7 separate regions of the Mus musculus genome follow, and regions 1, 3, 4, 5, 6 and 7 are each linked to region 2. Evidence: chromatin contacts called from public Hi-C, HiChIP or PLAC-seq and promoter capture Hi-C data. All regions are on one chromosome and are shown on one strand. The core of a region is the stretch at or near the end of the contact, and the rest is flanking DNA. Distances in the headings are between cores, read along the strand shown.

What was found. Promoter capture Hi-C pulls out the DNA fragments that hold promoters and counts their contacts. Hi-C and Micro-C count contacts between places; a contact is called where the count stands out from the background. HiChIP or PLAC-seq counts read pairs in DNA pulled down with a chosen protein or histone mark.
Region 1: a promoter capture Hi-C map of stem cell-derived epiblast-like cells shows a contact between it and region 2, with 4 times the contacts expected there. The contact joins the promoter of Ubxn6 here to the promoter of Sgo1 in region 2. A contact is called at or near these places in 1 of 39 promoter capture datasets (stem cell-derived epiblast-like cells), 1 of 115 datasets of contacts at active chromatin or transcription factors (stem cell-derived neural progenitor cells) and 1 of 9 other capture datasets (liver).
Region 3: a promoter capture Hi-C map of embryonic stem cells shows a contact between it and region 2, with 7 times the contacts expected there. The contact joins the promoter of Lrg1 here to the promoter of Sgo1 in region 2. A contact is called at or near these places in 2 of 39 promoter capture datasets (embryonic stem cells and stem cell-derived epiblast-like cells).
Region 4: a Hi-C map of B cells shows a contact between it and region 2, with 5 read pairs. The contact joins the promoter of Sh3gl1 here to the promoter of Sgo1 in region 2. A contact is called at or near these places in 1 of 484 Hi-C or Micro-C datasets (B cells) and 2 of 115 datasets of contacts at active chromatin or transcription factors (astrocytes and epiblast stem cells).
Region 5: an H3K27ac HiChIP or PLAC-seq map of acute myeloid leukemia shows a contact between it and region 2, with 8 times the contacts expected there. The contact joins the promoter of Shd here to the promoter of Sgo1 in region 2. A contact is called at or near these places in 1 of 39 promoter capture datasets (cranial neural crest), 1 of 484 Hi-C or Micro-C datasets (B cells) and 2 of 115 datasets of contacts at active chromatin or transcription factors (acute myeloid leukemia and embryonic stem cells).
Region 6: a contact with region 2 is called in a promoter capture Hi-C map of second pharyngeal arch cranial neural crest. The contact joins the promoter of Tbc1d5 here to the promoter of Sgo1 in region 2. A contact is called at or near these places in 4 of 39 promoter capture datasets (the HPC-7 cell line, cranial neural crest, hippocampal neurons and 1 more).
Region 7: a contact with region 2 is called in a promoter capture Hi-C map of liver, with 4 times the contacts expected there. The contact joins the promoter of Zfp119a here to the promoter of Sgo1 in region 2. A contact is called at or near these places in 4 of 39 promoter capture datasets (cranial neural crest, embryonic stem cells, hippocampal neurons and 1 more) and 3 of 115 datasets of contacts at active chromatin or transcription factors (astrocytes, embryonic limb bud and embryonic stem cells).

The regions. Positions count from the first base shown.
Region 1 is chr17:56,073,307-56,076,930 of GRCm38.p6, reverse strand. It overlaps Ubxn6 (UBX domain protein 6), which reads left to right and starts at 1,905. Exons shown (of 11, transcript NM_001379361.1): 1 at 1,905-2,095. The coding sequence starts at 2,013.
Region 2 is chr17:53,687,741-53,691,298 of GRCm38.p6, reverse strand. It overlaps Sgo1 (shugoshin 1), which reads left to right and starts at 1,984. Exons shown (of 9, transcript NM_028232.2): 1 at 1,984-2,088; 2 at 3,179-3,309; 3 at 3,441-3,558. The coding sequence starts at 3,447. It also overlaps the pseudogene Gm31532.
Region 3 is chr17:56,120,625-56,124,305 of GRCm38.p6, reverse strand. It overlaps Lrg1 (leucine-rich alpha-2-glycoprotein 1), which reads left to right and starts at 2,360. Exons shown (of 2, transcript NM_029796.2): 1 at 2,360-2,445; 2 at 3,362-3,681. The coding sequence starts at 2,420. Sema6b (sema domain, transmembrane domain (TM), and cytoplasmic domain, (semaphorin) 6B) reads left to right here. Exons shown (of 17, transcript NM_001130456.1): 17 at 1-1,221. The coding sequence ends at 305.
Region 4 is chr17:56,034,715-56,038,480 of GRCm38.p6, reverse strand. It overlaps Sh3gl1 (SH3-domain GRB2-like 1), which reads left to right and starts at 1,844. Exons shown (of 10, transcript NM_013664.3): 1 at 1,844-2,066. The coding sequence starts at 2,022.
Region 5 is chr17:55,969,181-55,973,077 of GRCm38.p6, reverse strand. It overlaps Shd (src homology 2 domain-containing transforming protein D), which reads right to left and starts at 2,596. Exons shown (of 7, transcript NM_009168.2): 1 at 2,379-2,596; 2 at 1,361-1,707; 3 at 185-290; 4 at 1-101. The coding sequence starts at 1,639.
Region 6 is chr17:51,177,438-51,181,077 of GRCm38.p6, reverse strand. Tbc1d5 (TBC1 domain family, member 5) reads left to right here and starts at 1,726. Exons shown (of 22, transcript NM_028162.4): 1 at 1,726-1,978.
Region 7 is chr17:55,877,644-55,881,175 of GRCm38.p6, reverse strand. It overlaps Zfp119a (zinc finger protein 119a), which reads left to right and starts at 2,223. Exons shown (of 4, transcript NM_144546.6): 1 at 2,223-2,316. The coding sequence starts at 2,314.

The DNA.
Region 1 (3,624 bases), core at 656-3,155, 2.4 Mb before region 2:
CAAGAAACTGGAACTCAATCTATAGACCAGGTTCTGCCTGCCTCTGCCTCCTGAGTGCTGGGATTTAAAGGAATGTGCCACCAGTGACTGGCTCCCCCCCGCCCCCCGCCAAAGGACTAAAATACCATGTCTTGGAACATTTTATTTATTTAAAAGATTTATTTATTATATGTAAGTACACTGTAGCTGTCTTCAGACATTCCAAAAGAGGGCATCAGATCTCATTACGGATGGTTGTGAGCCACCATGTGGTTGCCGGGGGATTTGAACTCAGGACCTTTGGAAGAGCAGTCAGTGCTCTTTACCCACTGAGCCATCTCACCAGCCCTGGAACATTTATTAAACATTTCCTGGCTGCCTTTTTTTTTTTTTTTAAGATTTATTTGTTGGCGGGCATGGTGGCGCACGCCTTTAATCCCAGCACTCGGGAGGCAGAGGCAGGTGGATTTCTGAGTTCGAGGCCAGCCTGGTCTACAAAATGAGTTCCAGGACAGCCAGGGCTATCCAGAGAAACCCTGTCTCTCAAAACAACAACAACAACAACAAAAAGGTTTGTTGGGGCTGGTGAGATGGCTCAACGGTTAAGAGCACTGACTGCTCTTCCAAAGGTCCTGAGTTCAAATCCCAGCAACCACATGGTGGCTCACAATCATCCCTAACAAAAATCTGATGCCCTCTTCTGGAGTGTCTGAAGACAGCTACAGTGTACATACATATAATAAATAAATAAATAAATAAATAAATAAATAAATAAATAAACAAATCTTAAAAAAAATTATTTGTATGTGAGTACACTGTTGCTCCCTTCAGACAAACCAGAAGAGGGCACTGCATCCCATTATAGATGATTGGGAGTCATCATGTGGTTGCTGGGAATTGAACTCAGGACCTCTAGAAGATCTTATCCGCTGAGCCATCTCTCCAGCCCACATCCTGGCTGCCTTCTTTAAGGTGCTCCACTCCTCTCTTCACTGTAGCTCTTGGAAACCTGTCTTCCACAGTTCTCATCAAATGCCTCCATTGCTCTCCTCCAGCCATGGGGCTTGTTTCCTTGAAATCACCAGGGTGTCCCATCCTTCAGCTTTGTGCATTTTTGGATCTAATGGTTGGCAAAACTAATAAAATTATTAACAGCCTGGGTAGCCCACAAAGCTGCTTTATCTCTGACAAATTTCACACCAACACAGACGAAAGCTTGCCCATAGGCACTTCAGTTACATGATCCAAAGACCACAATGCCATGCGCATTAGGGTAGAATTACATGCACACAGACAGGGGGTGCAGAAGAGCTCCTGGAATCTCAAGTTTGTGTCCAATGACCCACTTCCCCCCTTCTTTCTAATGAGTGACCATTAACAGTGAAGTATATGATTTTGGGGGTCTCTTGCACAGTCACAGTGATTCTGATCTAGATGATGGCTGTTTTTCACATGAACAGTAGTGTTCTAAAAAGCCTGAGTCCAGAGCATCCAACTTTTTGTTGTGTGTACACACCACACGAGATGGAAGTGTTGGAGGAGATTAAACTCAGCTTTGCACATGTTGAGCAAGCCCTGTACCAACTGCGGTCTCTGCTTTGACCTTGCCTGTACCAATCTCTCTGTCGGCTCCTTCTAGCTTGTCTCTCCCAGAGCAGATTTCAGGCTCATGCACAGTACATTCATACTCATTTTCTCTGTAGTATGGACTGGCCTTGAACTCCTGACATCCACCCTGGTTCCAGTAGCTCTGGGTACTCTTCTAGGCTGCTCGCTGTTTGGATGCTCTCTTTAAGCTCCCCTGGTGGCTGCTGCGGTCTTAAGGGAGGCGAGCCTGTCGCCCCGGCAACGGCGTCCGCAGACAGGAAGATGGCGCCCCGCCCGCGCGAGGTGCTGCAAGGCGATTGTCACGTGAACCAGGCGGGACTTCCGTCGCCGCGATATTTTCTTTCCGGTGGTTGGCCGCCTGCTCCTCATCCACCCGGGCCCTGCGCCCTCCGCCCTGCGGCCCAAGCCGCCGGGCCGCTGCCGCCATGAAGAAGTTCTTCCAGGAAATCAAGGCTGACATCAAGTTCAAGAGCGCGGGGCCCGGCCAGAAGCTTACGGATTCCGCAGGGTATGTGACGCTGGTTGGGCGACGGAGAGGGCGAGGGCCAGGGGGCAAAAAGGGCCGGCGGTTGGGTGTCAGGGTCTTTCTAGGCTATGCTTAGCAGGAGTAGATTGGTGGGTGGGGTGTGGAAGATTGTAAGGCAGGGGCGGAGCCTACAATGAGGGCGGGGCGTTGTAGCAGTGGTGGGCGGGGCAGAAGGGAGGGCAGTTGTGTGGTGTAGCACGGGTGGGCGGGGCGCTAAGGGTAGGCGTGGGCGGTCGTGGCCAGGGCGCGTTGGTCACTGCTTAGAGACTCTTGGTTCTGGGTGGTGAGAAGGGACGGGGCAATGCCCAGAATTTAGCTAAGAGAAGAGCCGCCTAAAGGTGTGGCCTTGGCGAAATGTGGGTAGGAAGGACCTAAGAGAAGGTGTGGGAAGAAGGTCTGTGAGAGATGTTAAGACTTCTTTGTAGGTTGTGTGGTAATCTGGGAGGGGTTGGGGAGTGAGAGAGGATTATAGAAGGATCTTGGAGGAGTGTGGAAACCAGAGAGGCCCAGACCCAGAATGTTGTTGAGTGGTTGGGGTGACAGGTGAAGATGGGATCTCTGTGGGGGCCTTGGCAACTCCGGGTCTTCCAGGAGTACTTTCCTGGAGTTCTTTCCGGAGAACTTTGTGTTCTGGAGAGGGAGGTAAGGCATGTTGGAGCTGCTCAGAAGGGGTGAAGTAGAGATTGGAGACAGCTACAGGCTACCAGGGAGTAGTCTGCAGGAAGTATATGTGGAGGAAAATGACAACCAGCGACTGGGGCTGAATGTGAGGAGAAGGAGGGGCCTGCAAGCCAGGGCTAGAAGGGAGGTAAACACACCAGGGTACAGCTACAAATAGTGGGGCAGTTTCAATGATGAGAGGAACATGGAGGTTCAAAGGATCCTCAGGCCAGAAGTTGGAGGGGATGGTCCAGTGTCCGTGATCTGTGTGTGATCTATAAAAGTAAATGTCACTTTTATTTCCTCAGATGAAGTGATGAGAGCTGCAACCATGCTCTGTGAACACAACACACTGCTTGGGCTGAGCTCAGAGCATTATCCATGTTCTAACAACTATCCCAGGAAGCTTCTAGCATCTGTACAATCTAATTAACCAAGCTGACTAATTCAATTTGGCTTCTCTCAATTTCTCACTGAAGTGCTCTGCTTGGACTCAAACTAAGTCTGGCAGTCTCTTCTAATCTTCTGGTTCCTTCTCATTCTCTCGCTGCAACCTGCCTCTGAACTGCACTGGCAGGCTGAACTGCTTTCAACTCTCTCTCTCTGTGCTGCCTTTTGAGTCCTCTCTTTCCTGACTGTTCTCAGAGTTGGGTGTAATCTATCCCTGACTCATTCTGTCAAATTTTTCTGATTCGTCACTGTCTGCCACTCAATTAGATGCCACTTTCAAACATGACTTCTTCCTTCTACAAACTAACCTTACCTACATTGTTAGGGATTAAAGATACATACTATGGACCTGTCTGCATTCCAGCAAGAGAGATTAAAGATTTGTTGCATGTCTGCATTCC
Region 2 (3,558 bases), core at 735-3,234:
TTAAGATACATTTCTAAAACATGCAGATGAAAGCTACAAGCAATCTAAAAAGTAGGACTTTCCCCAGCCTGTCTGTCTACTGTACACTTATATAGGTTCTCCACAGCTTGGGACTGCTCAACAAAGGAAAAGACTAAGCCAATATAAGTGGGTACCAAAATGATGTGATAGTTTGCTGCATTTTGGTTCTGACAAATTCCTTAAAACTTTTGGTCACCAAGTTTCTAACATTTGTATGCTATTCAAATTAATACACAGCACATGACATGGTAAGTATTAAAGAATCTTTCAAAGGGTTTTTTAATTCTTATTTTTGTATATATGTATGTGTTCTCTTTGATCACGTATGCCACATGCTGTACACAGGTGCCCATGAAGAGGGCATCAAATCTGGAGCTGAAGTCAGAGGTGGTTGTGAGCTGCCTGACATGGGTGCTCAGAACTGAACTCAGGTCCTCTGCAAGAGCAGCAAAAGCTTTTGATATCTGGATCATATCCACATTTCCAAAGGAATCTTTTTTAAAAAATTTTTTTTAATGTCAGCACTTGGGAGGCCAAGACTAGCATATCTCTGTGTGTTCCTGGTCATCGCAGAAATATCACGAATTTGAAGTCTGCTTAGGCTGTGTAAAAAACCTGCCTTAACCCGTTGTTTTGTTTTGCTTTGTTTTGTTTTTTGAATGCCAAATAAACAGACCAAAACCAAACTTTTTTAGGAGATGGACATGGTGGTACACACATTTAATCTAGCATTCAAGAGACAGAAGCAGGTGGATCTGTTTGCATTTGAGGCCAACCTCAAATATATAGTGAGTTCCAAGACAGTCAAAGGTACACAGAGAGACTTCTCTACAGCGTAAGGAGTTAGAGGTCATCCTGGGCTACAAGAAGACCCTGTCTCAAAAACAAAAACAAACAGAAAACAAAGAAGAGAGCCATAAATGAGCAGCCGTGGAACGATAATCTTAGGACCCTAGGTAAGAAATTAAGAGTGTGAACCTTGTGTGATGACCAGCATAGTAAAATATAACTTGTTATATTGGCTACGTATATCTATCTACCTTATGGCACAAGACATCTGCCAAGGATATGACTTATGAAGCAATCACTCAACTGTGGAGGCTCCAAATGTCTTGTGGTAGGGCTCCCTGCTGCCACCTTCCCCTTCCCATTTTCTTTGTGTGCCTTCAGAACTACCCAGTAACGCTGCCTGATGTGTAAGCGTGCCGAACTTTTCTCAGCATGACTAAACCCAATTCCTTGACTATTATCAGGAACTGATAAAGAAGTTTAGATTGTTCCCGGGAAAGCACTTTAAAAAACGGATCCCACAAGATGACCTTCTAATTCAGTCACGGCTGCTGCACTACAATGACTTCTGAGGTGAGCGCAGCCGGTTGTAAATCTCTTCCGTAAATGCACAGGACAGGATCGGGCTGTCACTTGGCGTTTCTTCTTGAATCAGCCAGGCCCACCCGCAGATCTCGCCAGCGGGCTGAACCTGGAGAGCCCAGTCTCTCACATCAGTCCTTTCGCTGAGCCTGCGCTAAACGTGCTGGATGGACGTTTGCCACACGGGCGCGCCCCGGAGCACAAGAGCTGCGCGGCCTTGGGCGCCCTGACAAGCCACGCCAGGATCTGTTTGGATCTTTCGTGCTCCAACTCAGGCTTCAACTCGAACTCGTCATTCTCCTGCCTCAGCCTTCTGAGAGCTGGGCTCTCAGGCCTGCGTCAACACCCCAGGTCTAACCGGAAGTCAGGGACGCACCCAGACAAGACCCAGTCTCAAAGTCGCTAGATCTCTAGGCTGTGGGAAGGCGGACGCCGAGCCAAGGCCTCAATTCCAGCCTGACTCCACCCCCTCTACCCCACCCCAGCCACAGCTGCGCGTGCGCAGGCGCGCCACGTGATGCCATTCCCCGGGGCCGGGCGCTGCGTCTACGGAGAAGGGCGGGCCGGAGTGTCACGTGATGGTGTCCGGCCAGCCAATGGATACGCGTAACGCAGAATTTCGAATGTGGCGGCGGTAGCTGCGGAGCGCGGCGGAGCGGGAGGTTGCATCTGCTCGTCCGGACCTGAGTGGCCGAGGTACGGAGCGGTACGGGCGGCGGGACTGGAGGTATCTCTCCGACCGGACGACGCGTTCCGCTCGCGAAAGCGAGCACCCCGAAATCGACAGGGCTTTTGCTCAATCAAAGTAGCAAAAACTTTTTAGATAGGGGCCGGAGGAAGGGGTGTTCTCGCCGACTTGCACTGTCTAGCACGCACAAGGCCCGATTTCCATCCCACTGTGCTCGCGCACGCGAACAAACTGTAATTAACTTTAACTCTATCAGTTATTCATTCTGTGTGTCACTCAGATGTCTCCGGTGCAAACTTTTAAAACTTGATGGTGACCCACCCATTCTTATAAGAAGTCGTTGCATTTATTCTGTTGAACTCCCCTCTCCAATCTATCGTATATACACATTGGTAAAAATAAAGGGTTAGATAAGATATACAGTACCAATTTAAGGCTTCATTATGCGTGGAGGAAAATACGTCCTGGTGAGAATACTCAAGAAGAGATTCAAGAAAACACTTAACTAAAAGGAGATGAATCAAGATAGTTCTTGTGGTGACAATTATATGCACACATTGTGGTTGGCAACAGTTTACAATTTTGAGACCAGGAAGTTTATTTTGCTTGAAGCACGCTACTGTTATTAACATGAATACATGTTTTCTCAGCCCCAAAATTACTAGAGAAAAGCTGCCAAACAGAAACCCAGATATACATATAAATTGCTTCTGAACTAATACTGTAATCCTAAACACTAAAGGTTGGCTATAAACATTGTAAGAAAAGTAAGTCTGCTTATGGCTCATACATTTGTGGTCCCAGCTACTCAGGAGGCTGAGGTAGGAAGGACATGAGAGCTCTTAAGTTCAAAACCAGACTGGGTAACAGCAATATCCTGTCCCAAAATAATAAGTTCCCATAGAGCCTAGAATGTTGTACGCCTCCAATGAATATTTACTATAAGATGAATAATTGATACTTTCTGGAGTTATTTAATACTTTCCTATGAAATAGTAGAAGATAAGGTTATAGCAAAAGCATGAATGACATTTTATGGGATTTTTTTTCTTATGATGGCTTGATTCTAACATCTTTTTTCTTCTTGTTTTGTTTTAGATGAATTTCACTATGTAGCCCAAGCATAAATCTATGACCCACCTGCCTTAGCCTTTTTAGTAGCTTGGATTATTCTACAACACCTGACTTAATATTTCTAAGCAGAAAATCAAAATATTGCTTTTTTTGAAGTAAGTTTACAATTTAGTCTTTTGTAATCCCTTCTTGATGAACAGCCTATGTTTCTTAAATTTTATGTTTAAAAAATATCTGAGAAGTGTTCATTGGTTTTTTTTTTTTTTGTTTTGTTTTTAATTCAAAGACAAAGATGGCTAAGGAAAGGTGTCAGAAAAGGTCCTTTCAAGATACCCTTGAAGACATTAAGAATCGAATGAAAGAAAAAAGGAATAAAAATTTGGCGGGGATTGGGAAACGCAAGT
Region 3 (3,681 bases), core at 1,111-3,610, 2.4 Mb before region 2:
CAGGCGACTTCCCGCTCACGCCCCACGCCAGCCCGGACCGCCGGCGGGTGGTGTCCGCACCCACGGGCCCCTTGGACCCTTCGGTGGGCGACGGCCTGCCCGGGCCATGGAGCCCACCTGCAACCAGCAGCCTGCGGAGGCCGGGTCCCCACGGGCCCCCCACAGCCGCCCTACGGCGCACACACACATTCAACAGCGGCGAGGCTCGGCCCGGGGGTCATCGTCCTCGCCGCCACCCACCCGCGGACTCTACACACTTGCTGCCCTGCGGGACGGGCGAGCGGACTGCACCCCCGGTACCCTAGGCCAGGCGGATGCCTCGACGGTGCCAACCACAGCGACCCGGGCGCCAGCCCAGGTCACCGAGCCCTACTGGCGCCGAGTGGGGCGCGTTTGTTCCTCACCCACGCGCGTGGGGATCCCCTCGCCACAGGGAAGCACAAGAACCCCCTCCATCCCGGAGGATGCAGGACACGAAGCCCCGGGGTGGGCGGGAGGAGGCTGACCTTTTACCTGCGCATAGACTTTGATTTTTGTTTATTTTGAGTTTTTTTTTTTTTCTAAGAAATTGCACAGCCCCATTCTTACTTGGGGTGGCGGCCGGGGTGGGGGTTGAGGACGTGGGGTGAGGGGAGGCAGCTGCAGACATGAGCCTTCCCGCCTCAACACATCCTCCGTAGAAGGGACCCCCTCCCTGCTCCTGGGTCCCTGCGTGTGTGGGTGTGTGTCCGTGTGCATGGCCTGTTTGTGTGCAAGGGCCCAGGACAGAAGTATGTGTGCGTGTGTGTGTGCGTATGCGTGTGAGACAGGGCCGCCGTGGGTGTGCGTGTGTGCGACTCAGAATGTGGGTGGTGGCGCCCTCAGAGACCCTGGCATTGGCTGAGCCAATGTTGGGCCTTCTGAAAAGAAGCCCAGGGGATGGGGCCTTCAAGGTGCCGGTTTGGAGTTCAAATCCTGCTCCTGCAGAGGGGACCTGGGGGTCCAGGCTGGGAGATGGGGGAACCTGCTTCTAAAGGGCTTGTGGGGGTTTTGGGAGGGTGGAGGTGGGCAGACGCCCCTGTAAATACAGCCCTGGGGTGGTCAGAGAGGCCCATGCCACCCGTCCCCACTTGTGACATCCCCTTCGACCACCAGCTGACCATGCATGCCACGTGGCCAGCTGAGTCCAGGACCCTCTCCAGCCCTATCCCCATCAATAAAACTCTGTTTACATCCACCGGCCCCCTTGACTCTGGGTCAGCTGTTTGTTGGGGGTGATTGGAAATACTTGGGAAGGAAATCCTGCTCTTAGTCACTCACAGGCAAATGGGGGATTGGCCTCTTAGAATCCCAGACTGAGAGGAGAGGTCATGTCAAGGGGTGACAACCTGGAAAACTTTAAGATGAGATGACAACAAGGAGGAACTAGCTGATTGCAGGGGAAACACTTCCTGTGCAAGCAAGAAGACCTGAGTTTGAATCCCTTAGTACTCACAGAAAAGGCCAGGTGTAATGGTACATGCCTGTAATTTTAGCACTTGGGAAGCAGACACAGGAAGGTCCCTGACCTCTTGCAAGTCAGCCTAGCCCAGTTAATGAGAGGTCCTGCCTCAGTAGACAATGTGGAGAACCATTGAGGAAGACACCCAGAATCAACCTGTAGCCTGTGCAAGTGTGTGTGCACATCACACATAGATACAGCCAAAGGTGTCCTCAAAGGCAAATTCATAGCCTTGAAATGCATTTTGCTGTTGTGGGTTTTGTTGTTGGACAGTCTCAGTATGTAGCCCAGTCTGATGTCAAAGTCGAAGTGATTCTCCAGCCTCCATACTCCAACCCTGTGCTATAATGAGATGACATGTGAGGTGTGTCTTCACAACAGACATATGCACCTACTGCACTTCAGGTAGATGGAATCACCAAAGAATCTCTTGACAATCAAGTTCAGCTGTGCAGGCAGGGAAACTGAGTCCCAGAGAACCTAAGCCAGACCTGCTTGGTTCCTTGTGGAAGACTTTACAATCAGAGCCAGGCATTGCTCCTTGTTCAGTAGGAAAGCTACTTGAGCATAAAAAGCAAACAACACATCAGGTGTTCAAGACCAGAGATTTTTTTTTTTCCAACACATTTCCTGTCACCTGCTCAAAGAGCAGCCACGTTCCTGCTCTTATTGCAAACTCAGTCCCTGGATCCTGGTGGGAGAGGACTCAGCCTAGGAGACATTGGGTAGAGCAATCCCCACCTCACCCTTAACTAGGAAGTAAAAGCTGCAGAAAGTCTGGGAAAGGGTGGGCAGGATGCCACAGTCACTGCCAGGAAGGGATGTAGCAATGTTGACCCGGCCCTGGGCTCTTCCTGCTTTGCCTCAGAGCAGAGTTGGGGTGGGGACTATATAAAGCCACCTTCCTGGGGTCTTGAGGACAGACATAGAGGAGCAGCTATGGTCTCTTGGCAGCATCAAGGAAGGTAGGTCTCTACCTGACCAGTTCTGGGCAGACCTGGCACCAAGCTAAGCACAATCATGGGGACATTAGTCTGATCCACTGAGGTGGCCAGGAACAGATTCAGGCCTGCAGGCTGTACAAACAGGCTTACTTCCAGACAGACTGCCAGAGGCCCCCTGAGCAGGAATGGGAGAGGGTCCCTGTCCCAGGTCCCAGGCTTGAGGCTTTGGTCATACCCACTGCAAATCAGGAAGCCCCCGACAGGCCTCTGAGGGCTGTTGTGGAGACCAGATATGCGTACAGAAGAATTCCTGTTCACCTGGACCCTGAGTTCTCCCTGAACACCCAGTGCTGACCACACAAGCCATATGAGAGCTGGACGAAGAAAGGATAAGGCCAATCTGGAAGCTTCTGCCTTCCTGAGAATGGCAGAAAAGGGCTGGTGAAAAGCCAAGCATTGTGGCTGGGGCTTTGCAGAGTGAACACGAGTCCACTGACTCTCCCTCTGAACAGACAACTAGGGAGATAGGGGTAGACCCAGGATACAAACCAGGTTAGAAGTAACTAGGTACTTGGACTGGGAATACTTAATAACTGGTAACCTGTTAGAGGTGGTAGCAGGGGAGGAAGTGTGTAGGGGGTCAGACCCAGGAAGTTTAAGAGTCATAGAGGTAAGTTTTGCTGTGGATCAGGGGCTGCTTTGTGAGAATGAAACCCAGGGTATAGTGTTCCTGGGGCTTTGCAGAATAAATAGGAGCTCACTGGCTCTGCCACCCACCCACCCTGCTAAGGAGACAAAAATAGACTCAGGAAACAAACCATGAGGATCGTCTTGTTCCAGTCCTGGTGAGGAAGGACTCAGTGGGTACAGTTTAGGGTGGTGGCCACGGGGACGGGAAGAAGGGGAGATATTTTTCACCATGGTTCACTAACCTCAGCCTCCAGGATCTCAAGACCTGCCTTGCCAGAACCCTGTTTCTCCTGGCCCTCTTGGGCAGGGTGTCCAGCCTCAAGGAATGCCTGATACTGCAGTCGGCTGAGGGTAGCACCGTCTCCTGCCATGGTCCCACCGAGTTTCCGAGCTCCCTCCCTGCCGACACTGTCCATCTGTCGGTGGAATTCTCCAACCTGACGCAGCTGCCCGCCGCCGCCCTGCAAGGGTGTCCGGGTCTGCGGGAGCTGCACCTCTCGAGCAATCGCCTGCAGGCGCTGTCTCCCGAGTTGCTGGCGCCCGTGCCCCGGCTGCGCGCCCTGGATC
Region 4 (3,766 bases), core at 595-3,094, 2.3 Mb before region 2:
CCATTTTCCTGTGTCTGCTTTAGGATTTATTTACTCATTACCTCCATTCATTATTAATCTCCAGGTCATGCTTGCCTGGTCTGTAACTGGTTATGTAGTCCAGACTGGCCGCAAACTCGGAGACCCATCTGCTCTGCTTCTCAGGGGCTTGGGTTAAAGGTGTGTGCATTGCCACACCTGGCATATTCTATATAGTTTTTGAAATTTGTAACAGTTGATAGAAGGGTTAAGGTACATATGTCAACCTGGGGAGACTTCATTGAAGAGATATTGTCTTAGTTAGGGTTTTACTAATGTGAACAGACATCATGACCAAGGCAACTCTTATAAGAACAACGTTTAGGGGGCTGGAGAGATGGCTCAGCGGGTAAGAGCACTGATTGCTCTTCCAAAGGTCATGAGTTCAAATCCCAGCAACCACATGGTAGCTCACAACCATCCTTAATAAGATCTGATGCCCTCTTCTGGTGTGTCTGAAGACAGCTACAGTGTACTTAGATATAATAATAAAATAAATCTAAAAAAAAAAAAACAATGTTTAATTGGGACTGGCTTACAGGTTCAGAGATTCAGTTCATTATCATCCAGGCGGGAACATAGCAATATCCAGGCAGACATGGTGAAGGTGGAGCTGAGAGTTCTACATCTTCATCTGAGGGCTGCTAGCAGAATACTGGCTTCCAGGCAGCTAGGATGAGGGTCTTAAAGCTCACACCCACAGTGACACACCTACTCCAGCAGGGGCACAACTTCTAATAGTGCCACTCCCTGGTCTGAGCATATACAAGCCATCACAGATATCATTCAATTAGAGTCCTCTTTCTGTCTTAATGATGAGAGGAAGCTCACTGCAGGGCTAATGCGCAAAAAAGCAATGATGTCCTATAGCTGGTACATGACAGGAATGAACCAATGGAACTCGAAATAGGAGATAGCTACAGTCTGAGCGAACTATTTTGAAAATATGTTTCTAGTGGGGCTCATTGGTGCACACCTGTGATTTAGCACTTGGGACGTGGAGGAGCTTGGACAGGAGTTCAAGGTCATCCTTGGTTATACAGTAAGTTTGAGGCTTAGCCTGGGTTATGCAATATCTGCTCTGAAATAAAGTTATGAAGAAGGAAATAAAGGACTCTCTTTTCTAGTTGTATCCTCAGCGATTTATTAGAAGGGAGACACTGAAGGAAGGACCCCAGAGAGAAGGCTGGTGGCGTGTTAGCATTTGGGCCTCTGCCGGGATTAAAGGCGTACATGCATCACCACTGGCATACCTCATATTAATTTTTAAGTTATGGGTATATATGTGACCCGGTGTACTTGAGAGCAGTTGAAGGAGGCCAGGAAAGGGCTGTGACCCGGAGCTGGAGTTACAGACAGCTAGCTATGAGCAAGCAGCCTGATGTGGATGCGAGGAACTGAACTCCCGATGTCAGCCAGGGCAGCAAGCACTTTTACCTGGAGAACCAACCGTTCCTCTAGCCCCTAAGATATTCCATTTTACCTCGCTTTGTCTTTATTACACTCTCGCTGGCAAATTCCGCTCCGCTTTCTCCACGCACAAATAAAATATTAATTAATTAAAACTGACTTTTGGCTTTATATCTACTCCTGGACTCTAGAGGGAGCTGCATCATGCGTACACGCGCACGTACACAGATTTCTGGCCTCTCTAGGCGCCCCCTCATCTCGTTGGTGTGGGAGGGTTTCCGCCGTTCCTCCCCCGGCAATGCTCTTTCTGTCCTCCAGGGGGCGCGCACGCGCAGAGAGGCGGAGCGCGCGCAGATGCCGTTGTAGGGTGGGGTGAGGCGATATGGGGGCGTCACCGGAAGTGTGCGGTTGCCATGTAATATCCCGGCCGCGCGTGCGCGCTAGCCGGCCGAGGTGGCTTCGGGGCGGGGGCGCAGAGCTGGCAAGCTGATTTGGCGGTGGCGGCGCCGACCTGCGCGCGGAGGAAAGAAGTCGGTTCGGCGGCGCCGGCGGAAACCGGAGTTCGAGCGGGAGGCCTGACGGCGGCAGGCGGCATGTCGGTGGCGGGGCTGAAGAAGCAGTTCTACAAGGCGAGCCAGGTGAGGCGAGGCCAGGCGATCTGGTCTCGGGCCTGCCTTTGGGGACCGCAGACGAGCCGAGCTGGCTTCCCTTGGGCTAGCGGGGAAGGGGAGACCGGGTCCCCGTGCTTTGAAGAGGGACACCGGGTGTGCGCGTCTAGGCGGCTTTCAGAAAGCTCTGGAGGGCCGGCGAAAGGGCTTCATTGAGAGGGGCTTGCCGCCAGGCTTTACAACGTAAGTTCGATTCCTGGGATCGCAGCATGGAAGGCAAGCCCCCCCCCCCCCAAAGTCTCCAGGCTATGCTTCCGAGACTCTCACCACATAGCCTCAGGCCACAGAAAATGTTTGTCTAGGTTGATATCCAAAAAAACCAAGTCCACACAGGGCTTAAAAAATAATCAGTGTCCCATTCTTCTTTTCCCTCTCCGGTGTCTGTAAGACGGATTGAAAAAAAAAAAACCTAAAAAACCAAAAACAAACATTCTCGCTCACTGGGTGTTATACATCATTAATCCCTGCACACTTGAGGCAGTCAGGTAAGCAGATCTCTGAGTTTGAGGCCAGCCAGGGTTACGTAACATAAGGAGACCCTGTCTCAAAAATGAAAGAAAAATCTCTTGGTAGACACTGTGGCAAGTTGAAAAGAGACAGTGAAAAGTAATTTTCCAGGCTTCTGCAGTTTACAAAATGTGTCAGGTTTGTGTCCCTATTTCTAAAACATATGTATGCTTCTTTGAAAGATACGTTTTTGTTGGCTGTACCATACTATAGATTCCTATAGGTACTTGGTGGTTTGGGTTTAGTGTTTAATCGATCCGATCATGACTCTGAACTGAAATTCTCCTTTCTGGTTGTGTTGACATTCAGGAGTTCTGTAGGGTGGGCATCCTGGCCTCCGTTGTATAAACATTGAGAACCCTACCCCAGGCAGGCAGGCGCTCCTTTCAGACATCCTATAGTGTAATGTCCCTCTGGAACTTTTGGGGGGTTTTTTGAGGCCAAGTTTTGCTCGTAGTCCAGGCTGGCCCAGAATTTTCCATCTTCCTGCCTCTCAGGCGCTGGGATGACAGGATACCTTTGTGTGTTGAAGGTTTTATATTTGCCTTGAACTCCTGGGCTCAAGTGAGCCTGTTCCCTCAGCTCTGTCAGGTTTCTGCTTGAGAAAACCCTTGTTGTCTCATCTCTGTCTCAGTCAGGCCAGAGTGGCCTCATAGTCATTATCCTCCCGCCTCTGCCTCCCGGTGCTGAGTTACAGATGTTTGTCACCAAACCTCAGTGGCCAGAAGTTCGTGACTGAGTTTTCTCCTGTCTGTTTTGAGTTTCTTTTCTTCTGCCTTTTCCTCCAGGTTGCTAGATCGATTGTGCTCGCGAGTGCGCTCTCTCTTTCTCTCTCGTTTGATGGATGTTTGCTGGGGTTGGAGCCCAGGACCTCAACCACACTGGCAACAGCTCTACCCTGAGCCATGACCTCAGCTTGACATGCATTTTACATGGGACACTGCTGGAAAGCCTGGCAGGCCTGTAACCCCAGGCCCTCTGGCCGCTGAGGCAGGAGGATCAAAAGCCAAGTGAGTTCCAAGTGAAGCCTGTGGAGCCAGCTTGGCTGCTATGTCTGATACCCTAGAGGTCACCAGGGTTGATGCTAGTGTGGCTGGAGGAGGCTGTCTTCTGCCTGTGCATCCAATCCAGTGCTTGTCTCACTCAGCTCAGAGGCCAGACCC
Region 5 (3,897 bases), core at 1,347-3,846, 2.3 Mb before region 2:
CAGGGGCCTCCGGCTCTGGCCCGAAGACCCTCCATCTTCTGGTTTCGTAGCCTGCTCCTCATATGGAGTATCGTAAAGCTGGACAGCTCTGCTTGGCTGTTCTGGGGTGGGGTGTGGGGGGACACTGGTCACCCTCCCCTCACAACAGCACATTCCCCACACCCCCCCAGCCATGTGTGCTCACCACTGGAGACGCTCCGGGCATCATAGGGCTCCATGTACCCACTGTTGGGGGCTGGTGGCTGAGGCTGGGCATCAAAAGGGTCTGAGTACTCAGTTTCTGCTTCCGGCTGCTGGGAAAGGCTGGGGCTAGCTCTGGATGACCCTGCTGTGGGGTACTGTACTTTCTGACTGCCCTTGCTGGGCCGTTTCACACTTCTCAGGGCTAGGCTGGTCAGGGAGTCTCACGTGTATCATCCTGTCCCCGCCTCACCAATGGCCGCTGGGGTTTCAAGACCATGTCACTACACTCAGCTCTTTAAGTAGGTTCTGGGAGTTTGAGCCCAGGCCTCTCGCTGATATTGTTTTAATACCAGCCCTTAAGCCCTTAGTAAGGATATCGGCCTACTTTACAGGTGAAGAGACAGAAGCACAGAGAGAGTCACACAGGGTCACACATGAGTACGAGGCAGGCCTTGATCCCAGTGTGTCTTGTCTCTCTGTGTTCCTTACTTCTCTTATGCCTTCCAGAGATTTGTGGGGTAAGAGGACTACAAGTTTTAGAGCAGCTTGGACTGCACAGGGAGAACCTGTCCCCAAACCAAACCAAACCAAACCAAACCAAACCAAACCAATCCAAACCAAACCAAACCAAACCAAACGAAACCAACAGAGCAGTGGTTCTGGACTTTCCTAACACCGCAACACCCAACCATAAAATAATTTTGTTGCTATTTCATAACTGTAACTTTAAAAAATGAATTATGATTTTTAAAATTTATTATCTGTGTTTTCTGATGGTTTTAGGCAACCCCTGTGAAAGGGTCATTCGACCTTAAAGGGGTCTCAGCCTTCGGTAAAACCAAGCAGGGCATGCACCAGGTCCAGCTTCCATCAGGCACAGCATAAACAGTGACTGTGACACATGCCTGTCATCCTGTGACACACACTTCAGAAGTACAGGCAGCAGGAGGATCAGGAGTTCAAACTCATTGTAGCTAGTTTTAGGTCAGCCTGGGCAATGTTGGACCAGGTCTCACACAAACCAAAAACAACACCTACCCTCTGTCTCCCTGAAGGGAGAATGGGCCGAGGGGGATAATGGCTAGCCCAGAAGATCTTGGACTCCCCAGGGGGCGGGGGATGAGGTGGGGAACCCAGGGTGATAGGGACAGAACACCCGTCCAGGTCCTCCACGCACCTCTTCCCCCGGGCTCCCCAGCAGAGCCTTGGCTCTGGCCATGTCTGCAGCCTCCACCTTGATCAGCCGGTGCCTAGGAGAGTTGTACTTGGGGTCACCGGACCCGGTGACCTCTGGCTCAGCGCGGCCATTGGAATCCTCATAGGGGTCCTCGAAGTCCAGGTCCTTCTGTTCGCGGTAGGCCCGCAGGATGTCGCTCTCGGTGTAGTCGGGGGTGGGCGGCTGCGGAGGCGGCCTCCGGCTGCCCAAGTTCAGATAGTCTCGGAGCCACTTGGCCATTGGTGCCCCCAAAATATGCTGGTGTCAAACAAGGACCTTCATGCCTAGCTCTGCAGCTCGTCCTGGGGCTGGGGGGAGGAAGGAGGGGAGAGAAGAGGAGGGGGAGACAAAAGGGGGGAGGAAGAAGGGAGAAGAGAGAAGAGGAAGAGGACAGGAAGATTGGAGGTCAGAAGTCCTTGGCTGGGCTCAGAGCAGAGGGGGCAGCAGGTGGCGACCCTGGTGCTGCAGGCCAAGGGTCTGCGGGAACTGCGAACTTTAGGGTCCGTGTTGCAGGTGTGATGTCAACAGGGCTGTTTCACATTACCCCTTCAGCTCCATGCATAAAGTTGTCAGAGGCTGAGCCACTCCAGAGGGTCGTACTCCCTGTGGGGCTGCTGTCCGATCCCGCGAGCCCCACCAGTCCGAATTACCCAGATTTCTTGACCCCTGATCCTTCACACCCCGCCCCCGTCACACCTCCAATCCTTTATCTCCATCCCTTAATCTCTGAATCCTTTAATTCCATCTCCAGTATTCCTTAATCTCCAGACCCCTCCATTTCCTTTAACCTCCCGGTCCCCTAACTCCTGCTCCACACCGCCCCCTCAATCCCTTAACCTCCCCTATCCCTTAACCGCCTGCAGCCGCCGCCACTGCACAACAAAAGGGACTTAAACCACTGAGTCCAGGCCCGGGTTCTCAGGGCCACCGGAGGGGCGAGAACACCCGCGTCCCATTGGGTCCCGCCTTGCGGACAGACCTGCAGACCTCAGACCTTCTGTGGCTCCGGGGTGGAGACAGCAGGACTCGGACCCTGGAGGATCCCGGAGGACGAGACCACCGGCGTGGGGACCGAGTTGCCCTTGGGACCAGGGCCGGGCAGGGATTGGGCGAGAGGCCCGAGCATCGCGCAGGGTCGCGGCTGGAGGTGGCGCAGGGCGGGAGGCGTCGTCCGTCACCGCTGCGTCCGTCCGTCGCTTTGTGCCGGGCGAGGGGGAGGGGTGGGAGGCGTCGGCAGCTGCGGGTCCGCGAGCGGAGGGAGGGAGGTGGGCTCAGACCTCAAGGGCTGCAGATGGAGCTAGGAGGTCGAACCCCAAGGAGAGACAGGCGGGCAGTAGTCAGCCAGAGTGACCCAAAAGCCATGGCCAACTGTCTGTCCGCCTTAGTCTCCCCAACTGGTAATCGGTGCAGGAGGCATTGACAGCAAGAGTTACTGCTAAGGGTCTCATGTAGCCCAGGCTGGCCTCCAACTCACTTGCAGCAAAGGATGACCTCGAACTCCTGATCCTCCTGCCTCAGTCTCCCAGCATTTAGGGATGACACTCCAGGCTTTGTGCATACTAGCAAGCGCCCTACCGACTGAGACGTTGAGGTTGGCGAAACTGAGGCATAGAAAGGCTTTGTGTGTGGAGCGAAACTCAAGCCACCCATCTGACCATTTGTGCCTGGACATCTCTAGGATGGCACTGGTGGCTCACAGAGAGAGCGGTCATCCTCTTGTCCACTGTGAGCTCTGTTTTCCAGGCAGAGAAACTGAGGCCTAGAGCCAGCACGGCATCTGGAGTAGGCTAAGTCCCCCTAACCACCCACTCCTATCTCTGTCAGGCAGCGTCCCCAGGGGTCACCAGATCCTGTGTGTGCTGGTGTAGTCAAGAGCTTTCTCGCATGGAGCCTGTACGTGGCAGGAATAGCAATCAGGGGGCCTGAGGCAGAATCAAACGGCACTTGACTTTCTGTCGCCTCAGAGCCTCCATTGGGGCGCGGGCGCCTGTGTGTGTGTGTGTGTGTGTGTGTGTGTGTGTGTGTGTGTGTATGTTAGCGCGCCTGCGCGTGTAAGAACAGAAAAAGCCAGAGCAGTAAACTCTTCTGATAGCGGGGAGGAGGATCATGGCAACTACCTTGGGAAAACCTTCTGGATGACTTGGAAGATGGGACGGGGGTCAGTCTGTATCACACTGACTCCGGATTATAATTCACATGCTCTATCCCTGTCGCATTTAGAAGTACAACCCAAAGGCTGGGGGCAGCTGAGAGGGTAGTGTTGGCCCCCAGCATCTTAAACCCAAATGAAAGCACAGGGAAAACATGCATGAGTGGGTTGTATAGCCTATGAAGGCCATGTAATCTGCTATACTGCAGTTCCAGAACAATCCACTTCCCTGTGCCTCTGCCAGTCCCCATGAACTAGTCCTGTCTCTGCCTCGGCCTGCTTTGGATAGTCCCCCACGGAGTCTCAGACTCCATGTACCCTGTTGGTGGCATGGGACAGAACCCTGTTC
Region 6 (3,640 bases), core at 477-2,976, 2.5 Mb after region 2:
CTCTTTGAAAAGAAAATAATAATTGGCAGCTTGCTTACAGTGTCAGTTTAGTCCATTATCATCATGGTGAGGAACCTGGAGACATGCAGGTAGACATGGTGCTGGAGAAGCAGCTGAAAACTACTCCTGATCTGTAGGCTGAGAGACTGGGCCCACTATGAGCTTTTGAGGTTTCAAAAGCTCACTTCCTTTGACAAGGCCACACCTTCAAATCCTTCTATCACTCTACTCTCTGGTGACTAACCATTCGAACACATGAGCCTACGGGGGCGATTTTTATTTAATCACCACAAATGGTATGGCTGCTTTCTGTCTTCTTTTATCCATCTCTGAGAAGCAGCTGAGCTTTATAGTCTTCAGAGATGTTCTTTTCATCTCTAATGAAATTGCCCTTCGGTCCCTTCTTAAATTATGCTATTTATGAGACTAAGCGTCCCAAGAGGGGATAGAGATTTCTCCTGTCATTTGGTGACCACACTGAAGGACCTCTACAGTCCCAGTAACACCAGCATAGTCAGTACTTCAGGAAGGAGATGAGGGTCTGCGGTGAGATATTTCGGTGCCGGAGAACAAAGTCCACTATACATTGTAGAATACCAGTCATGTGGCTGACTGCTGTATTGCTAGCTGGGAGAGCAATATCCAAATACAGCATGATGCATCTTCCTATTTCTTAGGATTCTGTTCATGAGACTAATGTAATCATGAGTTTAGCCAGAACTTTTAATAGCTTACTCTATTCAACCTGTTCAATTTCTGCTACAGTGAGAAGGGCATTAGAAAAAAGAGAATCACTGTGTTAAGTGTGGTATGCCTTCCTTGGAAGCTAGCTAACTTTCTGACCTCTGTTTTGGTTTCCATAATCTGAACATAACAACTGATTTTTTTTTTTTTTGCGCTATTTGTAAAGACAGATTAATAAGAGATCTCTCTTTCTCTCTCTCCAACTCAGATGAGCTATTTACCACTTTCTTATTGAAGAAGAAAATACCAGCCTCCCATTGCTGGAGGTTAAATGCAACTTTAAGTCAGGATTAAGCAGGGGCATAGGGCGGTAAAACCAGGGTCTAGTCATTTGCCAAAATTGTCATTCATTAGATTAACTATCTAATGACTAGTCATTAGTCTAGATTCGAGGTCTGAGAAGATAAAACCTGTGTGTTTTTACAGGTGTGGGGTTGCTAAAAAAACAAAACAAAAAACAGCACCTCTCTGGATTCATACAAAGAAGGTCTTCACAAAGAGGTAGTGAGTCCCTACAAAATTGGGTGGCACGACCTATCTGTCATCAGTCTGTACAGCTGTAGACCAAGGATGAAGGGAAGGCCATTTACAGGAGACAAGGAAATTGTGCGATCCGAGGCAGGAGTGCCAGATTCTTAGGACGTTCCCAGGCCTGACTTATCTCCTCGATGCCAGTCCCACCCTGGGAAGCTGGTGGCAAGTGGGGGACCTCGGGTTGTGGCAGAAGGCCGGCTCCCACTGTAGGGAGGCCCCGCGCGCATGCGCATCGGCATGGCCCAGGCAGCTCCATTGGTCTCGGGCGTCCCCTTTTCCCTCTTCACCCCGACCTATCCCCCAAGACACCAGGCTCCCAGAGCGCGGGTCACCCGCGGCTCACCCGCTGGCTCGTCCCAGGCCCGGGCGCGCGCCTGCGCACGGGTCCCCGGGCGCGCGGGGTTACTAGAGGTGGAGCGCCGGGAGGGCGCGCAGCAGGAGGCGGACGCCGTTACGGAGGGAGCGTGGTCACGTGGCCGCTGGTCACCGCCGCCACCTCCCGCCCCATTCTCTTGCTGGTCGGGCCAGGCCCGGCGTGTTCCACGAGAGCCCGGCAGACTGACGGGGAGAGAGAGAGAGAGAGCGAGAGAGCGAGATAAAGAGAGGAGAGAGACAGAGAGACTGACAGAGAGAGAGAGAGAGAGAAAGGAGGGGAGGAGGATTCAGGGAATAGGAGCTGGGGAGCCCTGCTGCGCTACAGGTAAAAAAATAACATAACGATGCTAACGGTGAAAAAGCGCCTCGCCTCCCCCGTCAGCCTCCCCGGGCAGCTGCACAGCCGTCGCTCCCTCCCCGGCCTCCCCTCAGCCTCGCTGGGCCCCGTCCCGCCGCCAGGGAAGGCCCGAGCCGCCGGCCGCGGCTTGCGCGCGGGCTGGGAAGGGAGGCGGGCTGGGGCTCGGTCCGCTGCGGGCCGGCGGGCGAGCGGGCGGAAGGGCGAGCGCGCACACGGGCGAGGCAGCCTCTCTCAGCCCGCTCGTCCCAGTCCCCGTCCCCGTTCGGTCCTCGCTCCCGGACGAGCTCGGGAAGCAGCTACCGGGCATTGCCGAGCTGCTCAGCCAGCTCTACTTCCTCTTTGGCCGGTTCCCTGTTTCTTTCAGCCCTGGGCTGCACGTTTCCTTCCCAGGCCGGAAGTCAGGCGGCTGGAGCCCGGAGCCGAGCAGCCTCGGAGGAGAGAAACCCTCTCCTGCCTTAATTTGCCTTAGTGCTACTTAAGTTAGTCACGCCGGCATCTGTCAGTTCGAGGCCTGGCAGGACCCGAGGAGAACGACTTGGGAGAGTTCCCCCTGCCCCCTCTGTTTTCCTGGAAATGTACTGTTCTTCCAATACATTCTGTGCAGATATGCGACCTAGAGTTTGGTCACTCCTAGTTACTAATAGTTTCAGGACGACTTACTAACCAATTCAGCGCTTGAGAATGGTAACAGCTTTTGAAGGTTACATCTTTTATAACCCTTCAACTTCCACCCCCCCCCCCCCATCACTTTCTGCAGAGTCCCCATTTCTCAATTCTGAACTGGACTGAAACTTTACTATGCAGGTTACATGCTAAACTGCCTGAGGTGGATTGTGCTGAAATGCTAGGGCTTTTGTACGCGTAGTCCATCACAGTGTAGTCCACAAACCACCTCTTATTAGTGTGCTGTGGCACAGGATGCACTATTGGAAAAGAACTCTTGGAATACAGTGGGAAAGAAACTCACTTTTCCGTTATGCGTCTTTGGTTCAGTTCTATTTCCAGGACTTCCTTGGTGTCCGAAATAGAATGGAAAGGGCAGCTGCAGTGGGATAGAGAGCGTTGATCAAACCTGAGTCCCTGGGGGTTGGGTTCTTGTTAAAAATGTGATAGGAATTCAGTGGATGTGGTAACTGATACAACTTGTTATTCTGCATTTCTCACGTGGTGATGGACAAGACCTTGTTCAATACAAAAGGTGTAAATATCTTCTGTGTATAGAAATGAAGTTACGTGTCTGTGAAGGACGGACACACACACACACACACACACACACACACACACCCCTTGGAATGAAGAGGTGGCCTGATAGGAAAGTTCAGTGTCAGGGTGCACTAATAAAGTTTGCTTGGGGGAAGTAGAGTGAACCAACGCTGGATTCCAGGAGAAGGAAAAGAAGTACAAATTGTGTGCTCTGTATGCTGTGTGGTGCCTGCACCACATTTTTGTTTTATTTATTTATTTATTTATTTATTTATTTATTTTTGTTAAAATGGTTTGGCGTACTTCTTAAAAGACTCGCTTCCCAGTTCATTGAGTTTTTATTAAGGCATAGGCTCGGAATCTTGGGTTCGTGTGTAATGCTGGTTGAAAGTTTCTTCGATTGGCAAAATCATTGTGTCTGATATC
Region 7 (3,532 bases), core at 974-3,473, 2.2 Mb before region 2:
GATGAACAGCAATGTGGAAGTGTAAGCCGAATAAACCCTCTCCTCCCCAACTTGCTTCTTGGTCATGATATTTTGTCCAGGAATAGAAAACCTGACTAAGACAACGATCATTCACCACGGTCAAGTAGGTTTCATCCCAGGGATGCAGGGATGGTTCAATAATACGGAAATCCATCAATGTAATCTACTACATAAACAAACTGAGAAAGCATTTGACAAAATCCAACACCCCTTCATGATAAAAGTCTTGGAAAGATCAGGAATTCAAGGCCCATACCTAAACATAATAAAAGCAATACACAGCAAACCAATAGCCAACATCAAACTAAATGGAGAGAAACTTGAAGCAATCCCACTAAAATCAGGGACTAGACAAGGCTGCCCGCTCTCTCCTTACCTATTCAATAAAGTACTCGGAGTCCTAGCCAGAGAATTAGACAACAAAAGGAGATGAAAGGGATACAAGTTGGAAAGGAAGAAGTCAAAATATCACTATTTGCAGATGATAATGATATTACACTTAAGTGACCCCAAAAATTCTACCAGAGAACTCCTACAGCTGATAAACAACTCCAGCAAGGTGGCTGGATATAAAAGGAACTCAAACAAATCAGTAGCCTTCCTGTACTCAAATGATAAACAGGCTGAGAAAGAAATTAGGGAAATGACACCCTTCACAATAGTCACGGTACTATTACATACCTTAGTGTGACTCTAACCAAGCAAATGAAAGATCTGTATGACAAGAACTTCGAGTCCCTGAAGAAAGAAATGGAAGATCTCAGAAGATGGAATGATCTCCCATGCTCATGGATTGGCAGGATTAATATAGTAAAAATGGCCACCTTGCCCCATACAATCTACCGAGTCAATGTAATCCCCATCAAAATTCCAACTCAATTCTTCACACAGTTAGAAAGAGCAATTTGCAAATTCATCTGGAATAACAAAAAAAGTAAAACAAAACGAAACAGGATAATGAAAACTATTCTCAATGATAAAAGAAATTCTGGGGGAATTCACTATCCCTGACCTCAAGCTGTATTACAGAGCAATAGTGATAAAAACTGCATGGTATTGGTATAGAGACCGGCAGGTAGATCAATGGAACAGAATTGAAGACCCAGAAATGAACCCACACACCTATGGTCACTTGATCACACCCTGGTCACCTCCCCTTTGGGGGCCAGAATAGTTGGTGTTTGGGTTCATAGACCAAGCTGGTTTAAACTTTTTTTTTTTGGAGACAGGATTTCTTTGTGTATCCTCCCTGGCTGTCCTGGAATTACTAGGCTTAAACTTTTGATGTCCTGACTCCACTTCCCAAGTGCTGGCATAATGAGCCAGTGCAACCACTAAAGGCTGGGAATGTGTTAGTGTTTTGGCTACCAGTGTTTAGCTGAAAGAAGTGTGAGCAATTTAGATGAGTCTTTTTAAAAATGGATGATGCCTGGTGAATATCAACCAGGAGGTTTAAATTTGACCTGGATAGTCTGGATGCTCTTTTGGCTGTGAGGCAGGTGGATCACTCCACTTGAGGTTGTTTAGTGATCTGTGTATGCTAGAGACCTTGTGCCTAGATTAAGGAGCCTCCTGAGTGCAGCAGAGCAGGGACGACTGTGCAGTCCTGCTGTTAGGAAACATAATGGAGTGAGGTGAAGTAGCTTTGGCAGATCGAGCTGAAGTGTGTCCTGAGAAATTACGCCATGCATCTGGTGTAAAAAAGCTTTATTGGGGGGTGGGGGTTGGGGGACTGAGGTCCTGGCGAAGGGACAGAGGCAGAGAAGTGGGCATATGACAGGCAGAGAGAGAAAGGAGCGCACACCGGGAACAGAGAGACGGCCTGCCGAGTAGGGAGAGAGCTCCGGTGGCTGGTGGGTGGATACATTCATCCTGAAACAGACCGGGCGCGCCTGATGGCATCGGCAGGTGATGGCATCTGATGACAGAAGTCTCTGCTAGGTCCCCGAGAGTAGGCTTGTGGACCTGCCTGTACGCTAACAGGCGCAAGTTCTATGGCAATGCCTGTCTCTCCGCGTCTGAGACAGTTCTGTGCCTGAGCGGACACCAGGACTGGGAACCACTGTGCTGTGATACTTCACAGCCCTCGGTGACTAGGGGAGCTGTCACTCATTCCTTACTAGCCAATCACGGCCGCATGGATCCGCTAGCCAGAATGGGGAGAGCACTTCCGTTCCCTAATACTAAAGGTTCGGGCTCGGGTCTGAGGGAGGCTCTTGTGGTTCCGTGTCCTGGTCTGCCACCCGCTGCCGGGAGCTGTGAGGAGAGCGGGGCGAGCTCGGTCTCCACGCCATGGTGAGCGGGGCCGCCGTCCCCACGCGGGGAGGAGCCTTGGGAGACTGTGTGGGGTTCCTCCCGGGGTGCGGGAACCGGCGGTCAGACTCGCCGCCCGGCGTGATTGCGTTTGTTCACCTGAGGTCCCTGCACCTCCGGAGCGGAAGCCGGACGTCTGACTTCGATCCCGGGCTGCGCCTGCGCAGAGTGTGGGGCGCGGGTCCTGGAGTGAAAACATCCTTGTTGCTGACGTCACCATGCAGTGAGCGCCTCAGCTGCTTTTCCTGTGTCCAGGGAAGGCAGATGTGCTGACATGGAGAACCCTAGTTTCTCCGGTGTCTTCTACAAGTTCTGCACTTGGCACCTGAGGTTCTGATGTATGATCCGTCCGCAGTTAATTCTGTGCAGATGCAAAGTGTTTGCCATCGACACAGACTTGTAGATGCCTTGACCGTCCAGTAACGTGTGTTAGTAAGGCCAGGCTCACTGGGTTTCCTGGCCTCTTTCATCAACATTTACTCTATTTTAGTTGTGTGTTTTTTTTTCTTTTCTTTCTAAATTTTCTCTCATGTTCTGTTGATCTCTATTCTTTCCCAGGAAGTACTGTGCAGGCAGGTTTTCCCGGTTCTCTGAGAGAACTGGGTGGGGAGGGAAACAAGGGATAATAGCGAGCAATCAGAGAAAAGATACACACTTAAACCTGAGTTTGCAGGCCTCCAATTGTTTAATTTCTTCTTAGACAAGTTAGGGAAGGTTATTTTAAGGAAGCCTGTAACCCCTCTAGAGGAGTTAGTGTAGAGGAGTAAAGCTTTGTTCTCTTTATTTACTAAGACCAAACCTTCCTTGTTAGTTAGAAAAGACCTGTTCTGTCCCATAGTAAGGAGAAGTCTGCCTGCTCCTTCTGCTCTCTGCAGCTCTTTTTTTTTTCTCTTCCCTCTGCATTCTGTACATTGCTCTCATAGTTGTTTTTTTTTTTTTTTATGTTATCTATGGTTTCTAAGTTGTTCCACTCTGTATTCTCCTTCTAATCTTGCTCTCTCTTTCTGTTCAGATGTCACAAAAATGCTCTTATTCTCATTGCCTATATGATTTGATTTATGCCCCACAGGGTTGCCTTGGTCCAATCTTTCCTTCTTTGTAAAGGAAAAGTGTATTCTGAGCCCATGCATGTTGAGAAGTTATACTTTTTGTTTATTTTGATTTATAGAATTTGTATATTTTGAGTTTATATGATGTC